3 separate regions of the Mus musculus genome follow, and all the other regions are linked to region 1. A link is a contact called in public HiChIP or PLAC-seq and promoter capture Hi-C data. All regions are on one chromosome and are shown on one strand. Each heading gives the region's core, a stretch centred on a gene start, on an enhancer-like site or on the middle of the called end of the contact. The rest is flanking DNA. Distances are from core to core; before and after follow the strand shown.

What was found. Promoter capture Hi-C pulls out the DNA fragments that hold promoters and counts their contacts. HiChIP or PLAC-seq counts read pairs in DNA pulled down with a chosen protein or histone mark.
Region 2: a contact with region 1 is called in a promoter capture Hi-C map of liver, with 2.5 times the contacts expected there. The contact joins the promoter of Rxfp4 here to the promoter of Efna3 in region 1. A contact is called at or near these places in 1 of 39 promoter capture datasets (liver), 1 of 115 datasets of contacts at active chromatin or transcription factors (pancreatic cancer cells) and 1 of 9 other capture datasets (pancreatic islet).
Region 3: an HNF4G HiChIP or PLAC-seq map of pancreatic cancer cells shows a contact between it and region 1. The contact joins the enhancer-like site here to the promoter of Efna3 in region 1. A contact is called at or near these places in 1 of 39 promoter capture datasets (hippocampal neurons), 4 of 115 datasets of contacts at active chromatin or transcription factors (T-cell acute lymphoblastic leukemia, embryonic forebrain, embryonic stem cells and 1 more) and 1 of 9 other capture datasets (embryonic stem cells).

Annotation. Positions count from the first base shown.
Region 1 is chr3:89,320,791-89,325,813 of GRCm38.p6, forward strand. Efna3 (ephrin A3) reads right to left here and starts at 2,149. Exons shown (of 5, transcript NM_010108.2): 1 at 1,916-2,149. The coding sequence starts at 2,043.
Region 2 is chr3:88,650,519-88,655,541 of GRCm38.p6, forward strand. Rxfp4 (relaxin family peptide receptor 4) reads right to left here and starts at 2,624. Exons shown (of 1, transcript NM_181817.1): 1 at 1,380-2,624. The coding sequence starts at 2,624. The coding sequence ends at 1,380.
Region 3 is chr3:89,893,967-89,898,989 of GRCm38.p6, forward strand. All of the region lies in intron 1 of Il6ra (interleukin 6 receptor, alpha), which reads right to left. Among named protein-coding and RNA genes, the nearest start is that of Il6ra, 17 kb to the right of the region's middle. Within about 2 kb of position 2,770, at least 88 of the 459 cell types and tissues checked have an H3K27ac peak or open chromatin away from gene starts, as enhancers often do. A contact at or near this core is called in pancreatic cancer cells, where this site is marked.

The DNA.
Region 1 (5,023 bases), core at 899-3,398:
TGTGGCTCAGCCCGGCCCCGCCCCCAGCTCCCCGGCCCTCTCCACTCCCGGCTCTGGAGCACGTCGCTCTCACGATTTATGGGGCCGCGGATGCCGCAGTGAGAGAGCCGGGGAGTCCGGGCGCAGCGGCAACAAAGGCCCGGGAAGCGGGGCGGGGGCGGCAGCGGCCTCCTGGTCCGGTGTGCGCCGCCTCCTACCTCCGTCGGTCCCTGCCCACACCGGAGTGGAGAGGGCGAAAGGAGGTTCTGGGAACCATCCCGTTCCGGAGCTTTCACCTGCGCCCAGGTGTATGCGGGGGAGGTGAACCTGATCAACGCTCCCCCCAAGGCTATTTCCACACCCCCTAGGCTCTGGCAAGCTACCAGCAGTGGGGTTCCCCAAGGGTGGCGGGGAACCCAGGGTCTCTCGCCTGCGAGCTCTCTGCTCGTGCCAGACTGTAGCGGGGCGGGGGTCGGACGTGTAAATCTTAAGGGGGGGATGAGCAAGATAGATACAGCAGGGGAGTCAGCCCTCGGGGCCCCCCGGGGAGGATGGAGTCCCGCTCCGGGGGGGAGGGGCTGCAACCCCACCCCCGAGGTTTCCATGGGAAGCGAAAGGGGGGCGTCATTAGCTCATCCCCACCCCCAGTCTGACACTCTGGGCGCGAGGAGAAAGAGGGGGAGGCGCAGAGCCCCAAACAACAAAGAGCAGAGCAGCAAGCAGGAGCCCCTCCCCCGGAAGGTTGGGGGTCGTGGTCGAGGCCCTTCAGGTCCCCTCCCCTGGGGTCTCACCATTTGTTCCCTAGTCGGCCCCCAGGGCGGAGAGTCAGAAGCAAAGCTGCCGCCACCGCCCGGGCAGGTGTGACAGTGATCCCCGTGTCCCCAGGGATCCCCCTACCAATACACTGAGGTGGCCAGAGTGATACACACGACAGCTCGGCAGGGAGAAGACAAGGGCAGCAAGGACTGTGCAGAATGATGGCCCGGTCCGGCAGCCGGCACCGAGCCGCCGCGCCACACACCGGAGGAAACCACACGGCCGCCCTGACACCCGCCCAGACCGCGGCGGCGCCAAGAGCCACCCCAGCCCAGACAAGACTGGCCACGCGGACACCGACCGCAGCCCCCTCCCCGATCCGCCGCCCGCTCCCACCCCTAGACGGTCGCCGACGCAGACACACAAATCACACACAGACACACGCACACTGACAGCCGCGCACGCCCGTTCACACTCAGTGCCATACGCCGTCCCTAGCTTCAGTGCGTGTGTGTGTGTGTGTGTGTGCGTGTGTGTGTGTGTGTGTGTGTGTGACATGCCGACATCTCTGCCTTCTTCCTTCTCACCAGTACCCTGCGTTCCTAGGGCCCCCCAACTTCGCGACCCTGGCCCGGCTCACCCCAGCAGGGCTTATTCACACAACCAGAGCAACCCCTTACCCTTCGTCCTGAGGAGGTGGAGAATCGGAGTTCCTGCCTTAATGCCGAACCCCACTTTTAAAACCAAGAGTCTTAAGCAGAACCCCATCAACATTACAGGCTGAAAACAGGTCATCCTTCAGCTCCCAAACGCAGCGGCCTATCCCTAGCACACCGGTACTCACAGACTTCAACCTAGCCAAAAGGAGCGTGGATGGTGGGGGAGACTACGGGACAGAGAACACTATTCCATTGGCGAGTGTGGAGAGAAACCAAGATGGGGTTAGGGACCCCCAACAGCCTCCTCCGCACGGCCAGAGCGCTCTTTACTATGCCCCAACAGCTTCTCTCAGACACCCCCGAGTTTCACAGACGCCCACATAGTGCGTCCCCTCTCCCTCGCCTCTCGGTACCAAGCCTGTCTCCCAGGACTGCTGCCAGGTTCCCCTAGGACTTCTCGGGCCCACCAGCTCCCCCATCACTGACGCGGGACGCACGGGTTCTCCGGGTCCCCGACTCACTGCTGATTGGAGCTGTTCCAGTATACCGCATGCCGGTTTCCCAGTGCGCCCCCAGGCCCCTGGGCCAGCAGCGGCAGCAGCGGCACGGGCACGAGCAGCAGCAGCAGCAGCAGCGGAGCCGCCGCCATCCCCGGAGCCGCCGCCGCCGCCGCCCCCCGACTGAGCCCCGCACTCCCGGCTTCTCAGCTTCCCAGCTCCCTGCTGCCGCCGCTGCCAGCCCCCAATCTTAGTCACGCCCACAATCCTTCCCTCCGCCCTTCTGGGCGCGCCCCCGAAGCCCCGCCCCTGGCGCGCTCACGCGGGGCTCCGCCCCACTTGAGCCCAGAGCGCGCCGCGCGTGGGCGACCCATACTGTGTAGCCCCTTTAGGAACAACGCGCCTCTCCTCTCTCCTAGGTGATTTGCTGCAGAGGTTTGCGTCTTTAGGTCCCCCAAGCTTGGAGTTCACAGAAGGATTTGGAAGCCAAGACCTGGACATACATCTGGTGTAGGTCCACACCTTTCTCCATAGAGTGTGGGGGCGTTGAGCGAAGATCTACGTCTGGAATAAGCAAGAGTAGACCCATATCGGACCTCTACTTCCTCCACCCCTTTCCATGTGTGCAAGGAGTTAAATGGACACAAGATGGGGAAGCCTTCAGGTGGTACCAAGAGCTAACAGCTGGCTGCCTGAAGGCCCTCACCTGAAGCCAAACCAGAACACCTCAGCCCAGAGTGTCACCTTCTGGGGGCTGGGCACAGTAGCTATACTTCCTTAATCCTGACACTCTAGAAGCAGAGCCTGGCAGATCTCTGTGAGTTCGAGGGCACCTACATTGGTCTGTGTAACAAGTACCAGGCCAGGCAGGGCTACGCAGCGAGACCGTGTCCCCCCACCCCCACCCCCCGCCCCGTCTCAAAAAAAAAAAAAAAAGCCTAAGCCTTCTATGGTAATCCAGGGCAAAGGTATTTGGTGGTGGTGAGTTGCCAAGGCGAGTTGGAGCCAGGCAGGAATGGAGCAGTCTTCTTGGAAAGCCCACAGAGGTCCCCTCACTGCCTCCGATTCCCTCAGTGATGTCCTTAGGCACGCTCATTCCTGCTTCCATAGATGCTTTCTCTAAGGACAGAGGGCACCTTATATTCCAGCACTTGCCACAGCAGTTGTCTTCTTAGGGACATACAGGCACAAAGATGACATGCACACAGCGATGGGAGAGAAAAAAAATAAAGGTGTCCATATCCAGAAACAGGAGCAATGGACACTTGACATACAGTCCAATCTAGGCACACAAGGTGCCTATAGAGTAGAAATTGGTGTAAACATAGGCCCCTAGACAGAGACACTGACGTATACAGACACACTCTTCTCCCATGTGATTGACCCTCTTTGTGAGGGATCCAGAATACAGATCTACTAGGCATTCACCCCTTATCTTGTCTCTTTCCCAGAAGCCCAGACTGAAAGACAAAGCAGAACCGGGCCTTACTGGGTTCTTAGAACCCACAGCACCTGTGCCCAGGGAGGCAGGCACATTGCTGTTTTGTTGTGTTTCAAGAGGTAGGAAAGATAGCAGCACCTCAGTCAGTTACCTTTGGCAGTACAAGGCCCTGACCACACGCCTGCCTTGGGGGAAGGGCACCGCATGCACAGTAGGTACCATGCCTCCCTGCTGCTAGGCAAGAGTGGGTGCTGTCCTCCTGGGATACCTCTCCACTCCTGGGAGATACCTTCTCTCTCTTCTTGGGAGCCAGAAAATAAATGAGGCCCTTTGAGATGGGAGTGAGGGACTTTGCAAACAGCTCTCTTCATTCCCAAAGAGATTTGCTTCACCCAAATAATGCTAACTGCCTACTCCTGGGAGTTCCAGCCCCAGCCCCAGCCCCAGCCCCAGCCCCAGCCCCAGCCTCAGCCCCTCTGTGCCATACCTTTGCTTCAAAGAAGTAAGCGTCTCTCTGTAAGGCAGCGTCACCGGGTAGCCTGCCCACAAGCATACGAGTGCAGGGTGCTGGACTGGTCCAGAACTTTTTTTTTTTTTTTTTTTTGAAAACTTAAGATTTCTGTTTCTAGAATCTGGGCTCCAAACTGGGAATGTACTTATTGGTAGGGCATTTGTATGAGAGCCTAGGTTCAATCCCCATAACTGGAAAAATACACAAATAATAAAACCTGGCTTTAATTTAAAGATTTGTGTGATTTGGGCCCCATTCTCTAGAGCCCAGAAATTTCTCTTTAGAATGTTGTACTCCACCCTCTCTGACCAATAGTCATCCATAGAGCTTCATAGCGGGAGAGGCGGCTCACAGGTTAAGAACATTTTCTATTCTTCTAAGAGGACCCAAGTTCATTTCCCATGACCCACACCAGATGGTTCACAACTGTCTGTAACTCTAGCTCTGGTGGATCTTACACCTTCAAAAGGTACCTGTACTCACTCACACACACACACACACACACACACACACAAGGGGGGTCCACACATAATTATAAATAGTTTTTTAAAGGGGGGCTGTTTTCCTTGAACTGTTTCCCTTGTTTTCCTGGGACCCTCTTTGTTTAACCCTGGGTTTAAGACCATCTTTTTTTTCTCTGGCCAAAATCCGACTTTGAACACTCTGTGGGGCCTGTGTCTGTGGGATCTGATCCTCTGGTATTCAGGCTTCTTCCATGGAAGTGTTAGCTGACTGATTTGGGCCCCTCTATGAAGATTCTGTCTCTAGAGTGCACTCTTGGCAAGTGGTACTTTGTACAAAAAAAAAAAAAAGCAAACAAAAAACGTGCAACTTCCTTTGGTGGGAAGTGGGCTTATGTGTCTCCCCATCTTAGTAAGGGAGTGTGAGCTAATGCTAATGCCAGCTTCTTTTTGTGTATGTTGTAACTTTTTTTGTGCCAAGTACAAACTTCACAAGGGTATGAGGCAGTTCTGTGTATAGACCATGCAGTATATGCATCCCTAGCTACAGCTGTTCAAAAGCCCCAAGGGGACTGGGAATTTATGTATTTATTTACTAACTTACTTATTTGAGACAGAGGCTCTCTATGTATTGTTGGCTGTCCTGGAACTCATTATTTAGACCAGGTTAGCCTCAAACACTTGCGTCTGCCTCCAGTGCTGGGATTTTGGTTTTTCGA
Region 2 (5,023 bases), core at 1,374-3,873, 670 kb before region 1:
TGGTGGAGCACGCCTTTAATCCCAGCTCTTGGGAGGCAGAGGCAGGCGGATTTCTGAATTCGAAGTCAGCTTGGTCTACAAAGTGAGCTCCAGGACAGCCAGGGCTACACAGAGAAACCCTGTCTCAGAAAAAAACAAGAAAACCCAAATAAACATCGTGTGGAGGGTTTAGAAAACTGCTTCCCCGGGTAAAGACCCTTGCCCGAAAGCCTGATGGCCTAAGCTGACTCCCAGAATCTTAAGAGGGGGGAAAGAGAAAGCAGACCCCAAGCTGTCCTGATCGCCACATGCATGTGGAACATGTCTCCTCGTCTGAACACACTTGAATAAAGTGTAATTTTTTTAAAAATCAAAGCAAGGTGCGTTGGCACATGCCTGTAGTTCCAGCACATGGGAGGCAGAAGCAGGTGAGTGTCTGAGTTCAAGGGACAGCCTGGTCTACAGAGTGAATTCCAGGACAGTTAGGGTTAGGTCGTAAGACCGTCTCAATAAAAACAAAGACGAGGAAATGAAAAAACCTTATGTTTGCTTCTGACACACGTACAAGTGTGAACACAAATGTACATGCAAGCATGCATACATACATACATAAGTACAGGAAAGAAGGAAGAATAGGCTAAAATGATCTGAAAAGCTCAACTTGTTGGCACATGCCTATAATTCGAGCATCTGGGATCAAGATTAAAGATTCCAAGCGACCCTCAGCTTTACAGTGTGAGACCAGCCTGGGTATGATGAAACCCTGCCTCCAATTTTAGAAGGGGAGAACTGACTTCTAGAATAATTTGCGTGGGGGGAAGATTCCAGCCCACATGCTCTGGCGCTTGGCTGAAGTGCAGTTGTACTCAGTGAGACTAGCTTCTGGTTTCTGACCCTCAGCCTACAAAACTTTTCTGTATCTCTTGACTCCCCACCCCCACGCCCAGACCCTTGTGATTGTTACCCAATCCTTGATTGAAAGGGACAGATCTATTCACTATTCTCAAAGGCTATACACTCAGGGTCTGCATCTTGTGGCAGCAAAACGACAGACAAACGTTGAAGGGGAGGCTTCTACATCATTCCTAATGGGTACCTCTAAGATGACAAAAAGCTTATTGGCCAGAGAATACATTTTTGGGTTTGGTACCAAAGAGGCATAACGGGTGCCCTATTCTAAAGTGACAGGGAGAACCGACACCTGACCTGTTAGTCTAAACCGGGTGATGGACGTTAGTTATCCTGTGAAGTACTTGCATGAAAGGTCAAGACAGTCTCTGACCGATCTGGTTTATTCTCAGTTCCTCTTTGCCATCTCCAGAGATAAGCTTTGCCACATCCACCTCCTGTTTGGACTCCAGCTTCTCCGTTCTGTCACACCCAGAGTTGGTGATCAAAGATCAGACTTCTCCTGGGGACACAGCAGCCTGACTGAGAGAGCAGCTGCTCCTCCCTAGAATCTGTGGGCTCTGCCCCTGATAGGTCTCAGAAAGGAGAGTGTTCAGGCTGCATCCTTCATCCAGGTGTTCCATTGTGTTTGTGTGTGTCCTAGAAGAGCCACTCTCCTGGGTGCTGGCTACCGTTCTCCCGCCTACCTCCTTGAGGGCCATTTGTTCCATGCAGGCCTTCCTTTGAGGCCACAGTCTTGACCAGAGAGCTCTGAAGGAGCTGACAAGAACCTGCTGGGGCTCCCGCCGCAGGAGACAATAGATCACAGGGTTGAGGCAGCTGTTGCTGTGGGCCAAGCAGGTGGTGATGGGAAGGATGTAAGTATGAAAGGTGTAGAAAGTACTGTCCCAGGGCACCAGGTCAAACCTTACCAGAATTTCCCAGAGAGTGACTACATGGTTGGGAACCCAGCAGAGGGCGAAGGAAGCCACCAGGACACGGACAGAGCGGGCTACCACTCGGCTGTCCTGCCATTGTCGTGGCCTGCATCTTTGCTGCCGCTCTAGAAAGGCCAACAGCAGCAGGTAACTGGTGGTAATGACTCCCAAGGGCACGATGAAGGCCAGAACTACCCTCTGTAGCTGGTAAGCTCCCAGCCAGTATCTGCTGGGGAAACGCAGAAGACAGAGGCACACGCCCCACAACTCAACTTCAGCCCCAAAGATTGCTGTGGGCACAGTCACCAGGGCAGCTGCCACCCACACTGCCAGGGTGACCACACGGGCCCAAAAGACTGAGAGGTGACTACCTGGTCCCACAGCCATGGCTACCACCCAGTATCGCGCGATACTCAGTGCTGTGATTAGGAAGGTGCTGGCATAGATGCTGAGGACGGTGGTGGTCAGGACTACCTTGCAGAGGGCACTTCCGAAAGGCCAGTGGAAGTCCATTGCTGACTCGGTTGCCCAGAAAGGGAGAGTAAGGGCCAGCCCCAAGTCTGCTAGAGCCAGGCTGAAGACAAAGGTATCAGAAGACAGGCCGGGCACACGCTGACCACAGTTACCTAGAACCCACAGTACGGCCAAATTTCCCAGCAAGCCAATGATACCTACAAGTCCATAGGCCAGTGCAACCATGATCCTCAGAACAAGGAACTGGACAGGCATGGCAGCACCGTCAGTGCTCAGCACGCTGTCTCCAGAGCCATTGACCCAGAAGAGGGTGGGCAGAGAGGCAGAAGAATTGGATGTGGCCATCGCAAGACCGCGGAGGTTGCTAGAGCACAGCAGAGCAGAGGAACCAGGGAGTGCCCGCCTTCCGGCCTGGCAAGCAACCACCCGCCGCCGCTGTTGTCTCAGGAGAGCTCTTAGAAGAGCCCTTGGAATCTGGGTGTTGGTCTAGAGCTTCGGGTTGTAAGAGCCCCTGCCCATGCTCACACCTAAGAGGGACAGGTGTGGGTAGAACAGCCTGCTTCTTCCCAGTTGGACAACCGTGGTGGGTGGGGCAGTGCAAGGGAGGGCTATGTTCACACTGTCAACATGCATGTAATAGGGAAGGAAAGGGAAACAGTAGAGATGTGGAGCCAAACCAGAAGACGCTTTTTCTCTCTCCCCGGAGTGCAGAGAGCTCTCTGAGAAAAGGAGAGGTGTGAGGAGAGGTTAGGGAAGGAATATGGCATTAGAAAACCAGACTGGGAGTCAGAAAAAGAGAGAGGAACACACATCACTCAGAGTCCCACAGTTGCTGTGCCTTTCCTGTGTCTCTCTGATTGGGGCCCTGTGCTGCTTTGCTTAAAATGTTAATGGGGGCAGGCCAGAGATCGGGGCTGTTTGGGGAAAGGGGCCTGCTGCCAAGCCTGGTGATTTGAATTCAGTCTACAGGATCTGCATAGGAGAAGGATAGACATGCCACTCACAAGCTGCCCTTTGACCTCCACACTCATCTCACACACACACACACACACACACACACACACACACACACACAATTCTCCCCCCAAAAGTGTTAAGAAAATATACAATTCAGCGAGATGCCAAAGAGCTGTGGTCACTGCTACCTGCATGGCTGAGGCAGCTGGATCACCTGATCACCAAGGCCAAACTTGGCAGTACAACAAGGTATAATCTATATATAAATAAATACGCCCGTGGAGATGGCTGTCCCTGGAACCTGCCTACATAAAGGTAGGAGAGGACAGGCATCCCGGGGTTGTCTTCTGACTTTTATACATGCACAGTAGTATGTACCCCCCAGCACTACTAAATCTTCAAAATAAGATTAGATGGTGACAGGCTTAATGGTTTGCTGGCACACCCAGCCTGGTCTGTCTACTGAATTCCAGGCCAGACAAGGTTAGGTTCTGAAACCCTGTCTCAAAACCAAACCAAACAAGTTTGGGACTAGATATCAAGTACCTGCTTGTCGGCCCTGACAATGTGCACTGGGTGGTCAGGATCCACAAGGTGGGAGGAGAGAACAGATTCCTGAAAGTTGTCCTGACATTTGCCTGCATTCAGTAGCATACTGAACATCCATGCTCACACAGGCAAATACTATTTAAATAGTTTTAAATTGGGGCTAGAGATACCTAAGGAGTTAGTATCTTGCAGATGACCTGCGTGTGGTACCCAGCACCCATCTAGTATCTCACCGTCATCTATCACTCCAGTTCTAAAGAATTTGACCCCCTCTTTTGGTCTCCACTGGCTCGAATGTGCTACATGTCCATACGTGCAGACATACATATAAATAAAAATTCCTTACAGAAGTTAAATCAGATGAAGATAGTCCGTTGTTCAGGGAGCTAGCGTGAGTCCATACCTTGTTCTTTGCATGATGACTGTCATTTCAAGGGGAAGTTTGGAGCATTGGTCATGGAAGGAAGCAGGACAATGAACAGCTGTTATCATGCCAAGGGAACACTGCCAACTAAAACACAGGTCAGAATTCAGTGCAGTACCATGTGACCTTGATGCTAAGAAGGGGAAAGAAATGAGACGGAGGAAGTTGCAGTTCCCTGTATACCCCTTCTGGGCACATTGGACTTGTGAGGCCATAGGTGGATGACCACGGCCACACCTTCAGGTCTGCTCTACATCCCTGAACAGTCCTGCCAACCTGTCCCACCCCCACTGCCACTCCATTTTTCTGGTGTACTCAGAGCCCCGTCATATCCACATTCCTCCATATCCCAAGCCTCACTGTAGAGTTCTGGAACCTGAGAAAAGCCTTTACCACACCTCATCCTGTCTCCCCATGAGCTCAGTCTCAGCTGAAGACCGTCTCTAATGGCATCATCTCCTTTCTCTCCTCACATCTCTCTCCACGGCAGGAGCTTTGGGAGAGAGCATGGACTGGGGAGGTAAGAGTGAGATTTTTTTTTCAAGGATTCTGAGAGCAGTTCGGCACTCTTCTGCTGGTTAAGGAAGTATCTGGTACTCGGTTGTCTTGGGGTGCTGGGGGTGGGGTCAGAGAGGCATTTCAGAGAAGCTCTAGCCCATATGAGAACCCCAGACGTGAGAGAGTTGCTTTCTGGGAAACAGAATGTTGGGGTTTTGAGCAAGAGAGAGGTGGGATGAGGTTGGCAGAAGGCACTCAGCTGCAACCCAAGGGCTACCTGTGTTATAGCTGTGAAGAGAAAGGTGTCCTAGCAGTC
Region 3 (5,023 bases), core at 1,520-4,019, 570 kb after region 1:
GCGGATGAAAGCCCAGCAACCATGGACATCTCATACTTTCTTTGGCATTTGCTCAGGCCACTGTCCTGAACTAGTCATGGGTACAAGATGTTTTTGTCAACCACAGGCCACCTACAGAGTAAGGCTCCATAAAATTAGAACTGCAGTAATTCTAGTGCAGTTCATGACCAGTGATATGGCCACCGTGAGGTCACTCCACAGCATGCATATGTCTGCAGGACCGCTGGTGTGGACCACCTTACTGAGTCAGATAGAGGTATAGCATAGGGACCAGGTGTGGCTGAATGATAGGGTTATAAGTGTGCTTACTTTAGAATGTATTCCTTTTTCTTTTTAAACTATGTATTCCTATTTTCTTTTTTAGCCAGGCCTACTGCTATATTTTTGTCTTAGATACTATTTTATTTGCTGTCATGAGAGTAACCCAGTATTATCATATCATAAAGCAGACAGGCATGGCACTGGAGCAGTAGTTGAGAACTTTACATCTTAGGAAGGGGGAAAGAAGAAGGGAGGAGGGAGGAAAGGAAGGAGGAAGTGGGGAGAGAGAGAGAGATGTGGACTTTTGAAACCTCAAAGCCCACCTCTAGAGACACACCTCCTCCAACAAGATCACACCTTAGGAGTATGTGTGTGTGTATGTGTGTGTGTGTGTGTGTGTGTGAGAGAGAGAGAGAGAGAGAGAGAGAGAGAGAGAGAGAGAGAGAGAGAGGCCTAATCCTTCCCAAACAGTTCCACTAGTTGAAGACTAAGAACTCAAACCCATGAGCCTATTGGGGTCCTTCTCATTTAAATACCAAATGCCATAATCCAAGCACTTTGGAGATGGAGGCAAGAGGATCAGGAGTTCAAAATCATGGGCTTTTGCCATCCTGGGCTAACTGAGATTCTGTCTCAATAAACCAAAAACATCAGGCCAGTGGGAGGACTCAGTTTGTAGAGACGATTGCACAAAGGCCTGACAACCTGAGTGTGATCCCTGGATCCAAAATGGCAAGACTGAACTGACTCCTCAAGATTTGTCCTCTAACCTCTACATGCGTGTGCATCTGTGTGCATTGCTCACACACACACAAGCATGCTCATACACATACATGTGCACACACACACATGAACATGCTCACACACACATGTACACACATATACACACACGAATTTTTTTAAATACAGCTGGGAAAATGGTTCGACACACTGAGTGTAAGGACCCGAGTTTGATTCCCAAGCCCCACGTGACACCCAGGCACAGCAGCAAGCGCCCGTCATCCCTGAGCTAGAGAGCTGGAGACAAGAGAATCCCTGGGGCTTGCTGCCCAGCTGGCCTAGCTGGATTGGCACACTCCAGATTCAGTGAGACACTGTCACAGTGAGGTGGCAGAAGCCAGTGGGATGCCTCAGCTGGGGAAGCACTTACTGACAAGCCTGAGAACCTGCGTTTGGCCCCCAGACTCCACATGGTAGGAGGCGAGAACCAACTCCTCCTACCTTCATGTTCATGTCATGGTGTATGTGTATCCACATTAGATAAACAGATGTGACTTTCCCCCTAGACAGGCTGGCTCTGAACTGGGATATCCCCCTGCCTGTGCCCCTGCTTCTGCCTCTGCCTCTGCTCCTGAGTGCCAGGATTAAGGCATGTCCCACTGCTGCCTGGCTTTAGATCTGATTTTGTTTTAACTGAAAAATAAACAAATAGGGTGGAGAGTGACTAAGGAACACGCCCTAGGCCAATTGCTAGCCTCCAGATGCATGTGTGCACATGCCCACACACACAATTTTAAATAGAATAATAAAATTTTGCTATAAAAGAGTATGCCACATTATGCTGGCAAGTGGTACATCTGCTTGCCTCACCTCGTGATAGAGACCACATCAAGTCACTGACCAAAATATCAAGGATTGGGTAACTACTCTATCTGCACATCAACAAAACCATCAGACAGCACATTTCTTAGAGCACGTCCCCATTATGAAGCGATGCATAACTGCCTACACAGGTCACCACGCAGCCATGACCGTAAGACCGTAAGGTCCTGCTTGCCTCGTACCAGGGAACACAACGGCACTCATTCCATGCTTGTTTGAAATACGACAAGGCCTCCACACCTCACCCAGAACCACCGGTGGTCCAAGCAGAGTCCTCCATGAAGCCGAGTGGGCAGACCCTGCACTGGGGTCCAGCTAGGGGACACTGCAGAGTTCTCTTCTGCTCCTGCCCTTGTCAGTTCCATGAAAAATATTCCTCTGGCCACTTCCCTATCCCTTTCCCTCCCAATAGAAACCTTTGCATGGTTGGTGACTAACTTGCATATTGGCCAGGACTGTTCAGTTACTACCCTTGAGAACAATGACAAATTTATTCAGGTAATTGGGAGAAATACCGACCCCTCCCCACAAACAATCTTTCTTTTCCTTCCCACAAAAGCAGAGCCATAAAGAGCAGACAATGGTTACTTCCCCTGCCGCGGAACTTGACTGATGGTCTTCTGAATCTTTAAAACTGAGTCACCCGTTTCTTTCTTTCCTTCTGTCTTTTTTAAATCCGGGACAATTAATTATAAAAACCCATCTGCAAATGGTGCCCGTCAGCCCTGCTTCAAAAACATATTTCTTCTGAGACTGTGGAAAAAAAAAAAAACCCACTGTATTTAACTTTGATCTCAGAAACCTGGTGTGCCTAAAGATCAAAAGGACGTTCTCACTGGGGAGGCCAGGACAAAAGAGCTCGGTGCCAGTCCAAAGGGACAGCCTGACCTCCCACCCACCCACTGCTCGGCCTCCTGACTCAGCTCTGAGTCAGCCCTTAGCTCCTGCATAGTGGTCAGATAGCCTCAGTAGCAGCTTTTGAACAGCGAATGTGAAAGTCTCAGAAGCACCCTCCCTGAACCTCTGTCTGCCCAGGCAGAGGATGGGATACCAAGGTCTCCTTTCTCTTGCTTTGCTCTTCCATAGAGCTTTGCACGTTTGCTTTGTCTTCTGAGACAAAGGTGTAACTACATTTCCCCAAGCTGGCTCTGAACCCCTGGCTAAAGAGACCCACCCTACTCCTTCAGTAGGAGTGGGACAATAGGCACAACACCAATTTGGCTTTCTCAGGCTTTAAAGAGTCTAATCTTGCTCATATATTTTTTTCTTTAAACAAAGACATACGGATCCCAGGTATTACATGGGGTGGGGTGAAGGGGGTGGGGGTGTGCAGTGTGCATGGAATCCTGGTGATGGGGTGGACTTAAGACAGGCAAGTTTCTAAACACTTTCAGACCAGAGTCTCCACCCCACCCTTGTAGCTCTTGTTTGTCACTGGCCAGACTCCTCACCCTCAGCCCTCCCTTCCCAGCAAGCTTGATTCTGGAAGGGACAAAAAGAACCATCTTTGGGCTCAGCCTCCATTTTCTGGATGTCTCGCACTTTTGAAGGTGGCCAGGACTTCGCCTCAGTAGACCCCACTGGAGGAGGCACAGCAGGGAATCAGGTGGGCTTGTACTCCGGGAACACTCTTCCTGTGAGACAGGCCCAGTGACCATAGGATCCCTCCCATACCCTGAAGGCAGCGTGAGGTGTGGCAGCTGCTACACAGGATGAGATTCAGCAAAGAGCACACAACATCTGCCCTTGAGCAACTGTTCAGCCTGTGACAGTCAGGCAGCAAGCTTAAACCTGTCCCCTCCTGAAGGATTCAACATTTTCCATGCAGTGTTGCACACGAGGCCACACGTCTCCGCCAGGAGAGGGTATTAGCAGCCACTGCACATCTGCTCCACGCTGTGGCTGTGTTCTCCCCACTCTTCCATACTGCTATCTTGTCCAATCTCCAGATTCCTGGGGGCCTTAAAACTACTCACAATCCTGGCTATTTGGAAATAAAATATATTCCTGATGCTGAGAACAGAGAGGAGAAATAAATCGTTCTAGAGGGCAAAGAGAAACTTTAGAAGGCCTTGAGAAACCACTGGGAGTTTGATAAGCAGATTGCCCAGAACCAGTTCATAAAAGGGGCACAGTACATTTAAGGAATTCAGAAGGGAGCCACCTGGGGGACGGCTGGGGTCTGAAGTCTCCTTACACAGCAAGAAAGGAAGGGAGCCCCACAGGGAAGAGGCGGTGTATGAGACCCTCCAAGAGGATGGATCAGCACTGGCTCTGCTGACAGAGGAGGCCCCTGCTACGGTATGTGCAGACCAGGCTCCAGTCTGCCTCCCGTACCAGCCTCGATGACGACGGCCACATCTTTTCCTGCTTCTGTTTCTCCCTGCAATGACCTTGAGGAGGAACCAGCTCCCGACACCCAGCTCCTGCTTCATCATAGAGCATCACAGACAAGGGAAGACGGGCACCTGAGGATTGTGAGTCTTCCTGGCCCTTGCCAAGGCATGTCACATGCAGAAAGGAACGTGTCATGTCACTGCGTCCCAGGCTCCTAACAAGACTCTGCAGGGAGGACAGAAGTACCTCAGGTGGGACTAAAATCAGGAAAGAATGCAGAATCTCCCTGCCAGTTTCTCAAAGTGTGTCCTTGCCCCTTGGGGCACATGGTGTGTAATCTAGCCACAGCTTAGTTGCTGGCTGGTTGGCTAGGGTTAGGCTTCTATAGTGTCTTGCCTAGTTTTGTTCATTTTTGAGACAGGCTCTTGCTATGTGGCCCTAAGCTGGCCTCAGAGTGATAGTGATCCTCCTGCCGCAGGCTTCAAAAGGCTGAAATTGTAAGCATGTAGCACCTGGCCTTACCCATGAGTTTTAGGCAGTGTGGAGACCCCTGATGGGGCCCATTTGCCTTCTCTGAGCAATGAGAGTTCAGACAGTGGTCTGGGGGCCCCTGAGAGTCCTGCTCCTGGTATCTAGTGTCCCATCACTCCCCAGTCATTACTTCTCAGAGGGACCTCTGTTTCCCACAGGCAATGCCCAACTTGAAACATACACATCATCCATCTGTGGATGGTCATTGGGTGATCACTGGGTGGGGGTCGGGGGACAGTTGGTGACTAGGCTGTTCCAGGACCCTCAGACGAATGTTTTTCCTCTCCCGTGA